Linked DNA regions of Mus musculus: region 1 is linked to region 2. A link is a contact called in public Hi-C data. All regions are on one chromosome and are shown on one strand. The core of a region is the stretch at or near the end of the contact, and the rest is flanking DNA. Distances in the headings are between cores, read along the strand shown. Region 1 holds the start of Tsc22d2 (TSC22 domain family, member 2). Region 2 holds the start of 4930577N17Rik (RIKEN cDNA 4930577N17 gene).

Region 1 (2,700 bases), core at 177-2,676, 7.1 Mb after region 2:
GCTATCTCGGCCACAATAACACCAGCATGTAACACTTATTTTCTTTTTTCTTCTGCCCCCCTCAAGAAGCAGGGATGTTACTGTGAGGTATTGGTTTATATACTGACCTCTGTCACTTGGGTTTGAAGGACAGTTTCTATTGAGTTTAAAATATCTATCTCCATACATTACAGCTAAATACCTAGAAAGTGTTGTGTAAATTTTAATTTTCAATCCGTTTTTGGATCAAAGAGTTCTTTAAAGATTAGAGAACTGAGTAAACTACTTTAAACGAGTCAGCCTGATATGATCTCTAAAAGCTGCAACAAATCTGACATCTTAATTTCCAGCAAAACTTCTCAGATTTTAGCTAACTTAGAGTTGTTTTCATGTGTCAAGAGTTCAAGAGTGGTCGGTGTTTAAAATAACATCCTCACTCTCCCAATGTGGAGACACTTGCCAGCACTTGGGAGGCAGAGGCAGGAAGCTCACTACAAGTTCAAGGCCACTTTGGTTTAAGTAAGTAGCCTGGGCTACAAGAGGTCTCATAACAACAAGACTCGATTTTGATTGGGAAGTAGCTACAAGATGGAAAAATTCAGTGGCACTTTCAGAGCTGCTGTCTGACTTAGTAGTGGAAGAAAAAGGTATTCTCTTACTGTGCATGATCCAAAGCAAACCAAAGAACAACATGGCTCTAACAGGAGCCTTAGAACAATCAAAAGAGCTACACTTATTTAACACTGTAGGCTTTTCAACGTTGGAACCTATAAGCAGATTTCATGTTCAACGTCTCGAAAGTTTAAATGAACTCTTCCAGCCTTGAACCACAACAAGTGAAAATTTGGAATATGTTATTAACTCCTAATCTTTTTCGAAACCGACTTTACTTTGGGCAAGTAACCATCCCTGTCGCCGCCGCTTTTTATAGACAGAATTTCTGTCTGAAAGATCATCTTTCTAACTCAGTCTGGCTTGATGTTCTGTGTTAGTCACCCTCGTTTCTCTTAAATCTCACTTCTCCCACTATCCTAGTTAACATATATTTTCAGGACTTTTAACCCGGTTCGCTTTCTCCAGCTATGCACCTCTTCGGCAGCTGGATCGCCCTACTTTTTTCCCCTATCGCCCAGGTTCCTCTAAGACTATGCTAAACATTAGACCGAGCACATGACCTCCAGTCATCCAGGATCGCCACACGCCGGCCCTAAACCATGCGATGCCCCAGGCTTACAAATTAAAACCGTCTTCTGGCTTTTCCTCTCCTAGTGAACCTGCAGTGTGGAAATTTAAATTTAAAAATTTTTTAAATAAAAGAACCCGCTCCCTTTTCTCTACCCCCTTGGCCCCGCCCACGAACCCCCCTCAAGCCTCCACGCGAAGCCGCAGGAAACCGGAGGGGGCGGGGCGGTGACGTCACGACGCCGGCGCGTCACGGAACGGCGGCGGCTGCGGCGCTGGCGGTGGCTGCGGCAGCGGCGGCATTTTAGTCTGCGGCGGCAGCGGCTGCGGGGCTGCTGCTCCTCCCAGCATCCCTGGCGCGGCCATTTCAGCCCCATCTTGGCCGAGTGGAGGGAGCTGCAGCCGCTGCTTCAGCAGTTTGAATTTCTGTTTTGTTTTGTTTTGTTTTTTCCCTCCGGAGTCTCCGAGCCGGCCGCGCCGCGGAGAAGCGGAAGGCGCCGCCACCGGTTCCCCTCACGCCGCCGAGCACCTCCGCTCGCTTGCCGTTCCTTCAGCCGCCGCCGCCGCCCCTCACGCGCCTCAGAGCCGCGAGGAGGCCGGGCCCGCCGCCGCCGCGGGTGGCTCCCTGAGGGAGGCCAGACTGCCGGCCTTCCCCGCCCCCGAGCGGGCTTCCGCCGCCACCGCCGGCATGGCCCCCGGACTGCGCTCGGGCTAGAGCCCGGGACGGAGGGCTGCCTCCCGCCGCGGACCTCCAGCCCCGTCCGTCAGGAAGCGCCGGTCCCGGCCTCGCCGCTCCGCCTTCTTCCTCCGCGTCGCCGCGCGGGAGCAGCCGCGGGACCCGGCCAGGAGAGCCCGAGCGGGGCAGAACCGCCCCTCACGCCGCCGCCGCCGCCTCCTGCGCCCTGCGCTCCACCCCCAGCCGGGCCTGCTGACCGCGCCGAGCGCCGGGCTGGACTGACCGCGGAGGCTGAGCTGTTGGAGCAGCCGGCCCGCCCCTGGACCACGCTCGGGCCGTCGCTGAGGAGTTGAATTGAGGCACCCCTGCCGCGGGAGGTGAGGAGGGAGGAGGAGGATGTCGCGCCGAGACGCCGGCGCCCAGAGCAGCCCGTGACTTGGCGGCGTGGGCCGTAGACCCAGGCGCGAACTCGGACTTTGTCTTTGGGGGCCCGTGCTCGGCCCTTCTCGGTTTCCGGTGGGGTCCCAGAGGAGCCTCTGCCCTCCAGCCTCTTCCACCATGTCCAAGATGCCGGCCAAGAAGAAGAGCTGCTTCCAGATCACCAGTGTCACCACGGCTCAGGTGGCCACCAGCATCACCGAGGACACCGAGAGCCTGGACGACCCGGACGAGTCGCGCACGGAGGACGTGTCCTCCGAGATCTTCGACGTTTCCCGGGCCACGGATTACGGCCCGGAGGAGGTGTGCGAGCGTAGCTCCTCGGAAGAGACGCTCAACAATGTCGGGGATGCGGAAACTCCCGGGACCGTGTCCCCGAACCTCATCCTGGATGGGCAGCTGGCAGCCGCTTCAGCTGCGCCCGC
Region 2 (2,700 bases), core at 117-2,616:
TCTGCAAGAGCAACTCTGCAAGAGCAACAAGTGGTCTTAACCGAGGAGCATCTCTCCTGCCCCAAACAGTATCTCTTTAACTATACACACTCGACACTCAAAACACCACTAACCCAACATAAAACTGTACACTAATTCATACTGATCAATGGACTGACTTTAACAAGGACCCAAGTTCCATTATGTTCCTCTCCTTCAGTAAAAGTTCCTATTCAAAAAGGCATTTAAACGCTGCTCAATAAATTGTGATTTCCCTACTTTTGAAATGTGTAAAATATGCCTCAGCCAAAACACACTATTCAGCGTTATTGTTATATAGCACATGCAGTTCTATCAGTCCAGATTTTATTTATATTTAAAGTTCCGTTAAATTTAGAGATAAACATAATTTTTCCTCCAAACCGAACTGCTTTGTCCACCAAACTACCAATTTCAAGATCCCTAAAAACAATAGGTGCAAAAAGACTGTTCTGATCTTTTACAGCACTACCGTTTGGTTACAATTTCTCATCTTCCAATCCGACATCGATGGAGATGTGAAACAGAACCAGAGGAGGGACCGCATGCGCTTATAATTTCGGTAAGCAACAGTGTTCGAGCAGTGCCACATCGACCCGAGGCCCTCGCTGCGCTGTCTGCTAGCAAGTAAAGCTGCTTTTTCTATGTAACTTAAGTCCGTGCCCTTCCGCTGCAGCAGTGGCGCAGCACATCCCCCACCCCCGCGGCCACTTCCGTGTTTACACTCCTCTTCCCTCCAATTCCATGCGTACATTGTCAGCTTCACTCCCGCCCAATCTTCATTGGCCCGGCTCGGGCCCGTGGTCCCGCCCCCAGAAATCAACGTTCTTATTTGGAACAGCTCAGGGCGCAGATTGGAACCTCGGGCCTGTCAATCGCGCGCGTTCTGTCCTCTCCCAGGCGCTTCCGCTATGGTGGGAGGTTTGGGGGAGGGGAAAGGGGGCAATGCCGAGCCGAGACTTCCCCGGGGCCAGGACGCCCTCCCGCCCGCCCCGCTCCCCGCTTTCATCTTACTGTGGACCAAAATAAACGTCCCCCTCCGCTGTCCCGCAGCCCCGGGCCGGCTGCGCGGAATACACCCGGTGTCCTTCCCGTCCACCCTCAGTCACCCGCCCCACGAGGGAAGGAAGGGCAGCAGCCCGGTTCCCCCACGGCCGCCGTTAGCCGCGGCGGGGAGGTGCCGGGTCGGCGGCGTCCCACTCGGCACCGGGAAGTGGCCTCGGGACCGTTACTCGGGCGCCGCTCCGGGAGGGACGAGGCGGGAGGCCGGGCGGGCGCGTTTTGGCGGGTAGCGCCCGGGGGGGCCGCGGCGTCCATGCGGAAGTGGCGGCTATAGGAAGTGAGAGGCGAGGGCGGCGGGCGGCCAGCGCCCCCGGCCGCGGGCAGGGGCGGCCCTCTCGGCCGGACAGCGTGGCAGGCGGCGGGGACAACAGCTCCGCTCACTTCCTGGTTCCCCGGCAACTGGGGCGAAGCGCGCAACTCGCCCGCGCCGACTCCCCAACTTAGCCGCGGCTCCGCGCCCGGCCCCTGCCGCTGCCGCTGCTGCGCCGCCGCCGCCGCCGCTCTCCCCGGAGCGACAGCCCGGATCCGAGGCAGGTTACTCTCCAAGGTGATCACTTCCTGATTTGTCGCCTCCATTACTTCATTCACTCCCCCCTCTCCGCGGCCGCCCGGCTGCCGGAGACGGACACCGGACCCGGGGCGCTGACCGCCCCGGGGGACGCTCCCCGCCCGCCGGGCGCCCCCTCGCCCGCTGCACCGATGCACGGGAGAAAAGTTCCCCTGTGCTTACCGGCCCGGATGAGCAGATCCAGCTGGTTCGTGGGTCCCTCATGCAGAGACGTCGCCATGTTTATCCCGGGGCTGGAACTGCTGCTTCACATTGACTTACACCCTGAGCGGCGGCGACAGGGGAGAAGGCGGAACCCGCGGCCGGAGACACACGCCGTGCGGGCGGCACACACTCACGCACTCGCACACACTCCGACGCCCGGATCCTTGCGCGTCCTCCGACAGGAAGCGGCGGCCGGCCCGCCTCCCGCCGCCGGGCTCAGCAGCCCCACCACCTAACGGCAGGGGCGGCGGCGGCCCCGGCTGGCAACGCGATCCTTCCGCCCCGCGCCCAGACAGGAAGTCAGTCCCGGGCGCCGGCAGCCGGCGGCCGCACGGACACCTGAGGCTGGGGAGCCGCAGGCCGCCCTCGGGGACGCGGGCCTCGCCTCGGCAGGAAGAGGCGCGCTTCACGTTCTGCGGAAGCGAAGTCTGCAAATGTCCCCTCTGGAAAAGAGCCATGAATCAAATTTTTCTTCCTAGAAAAGACCTCATACCTAGTCCCGCAGCTGTACACGGAGGTGGCTTTTTAACTTGGGTTGGCCTTCCCGGCGCTTATGCAACATACAATCAGTTCAGTCGAAAGAACTGCACTTTAAAAAACTTGTACCTAGAAAATATTCTAGAAGCATCACTAAGGAAGTCAGGAGTCTCCAACTACTTCAAAAACTGACTTGGTCCTGTCTTCTCGACAGAAGTCAGAGTACACTAGACAGGTAATTAGTAAACAGAAAAGAGCCGCCCGGCAGCCTCGGGGAGACTGGAGTCGCTGGGTTTGCTGGTCATGAAATTCGTGTGCCCTCTCTTGTATTTGCTTGACTTGGACAAATGAACGTATTCGTTCATAGCTTA

The links. A called contact is a pair of places that touch in the nucleus more often than the background predicts.
Region 1: a contact with region 2 is called in a Hi-C map of CD4 T cells, with 6 times the contacts expected there. The contact joins the promoter of Tsc22d2 here to the promoter of 4930577N17Rik in region 2. A contact is called at or near these places in 1 of 39 promoter capture datasets (cranial neural crest) and 1 of 484 Hi-C or Micro-C datasets (CD4 T cells).

What each region holds. Positions count from the first base shown.
Region 1 is chr3:58,413,294-58,415,993 of GRCm38.p6, forward strand. It overlaps Tsc22d2 (TSC22 domain family, member 2), which reads left to right and starts at 1,427. Exons shown (of 4, transcript NM_001081229.2): 1 at 1,427-2,700. The coding sequence starts at 2,396.
Region 2 is chr3:51,275,395-51,278,094 of GRCm38.p6, forward strand. It overlaps 4930577N17Rik (RIKEN cDNA 4930577N17 gene), which reads left to right and starts at 1,367. Exons shown (of 1, transcript NR_073429.1): 1 at 1,367-2,700. The region is part of intron 4 of Elf2 (E74-like factor 2); the gene reads right to left.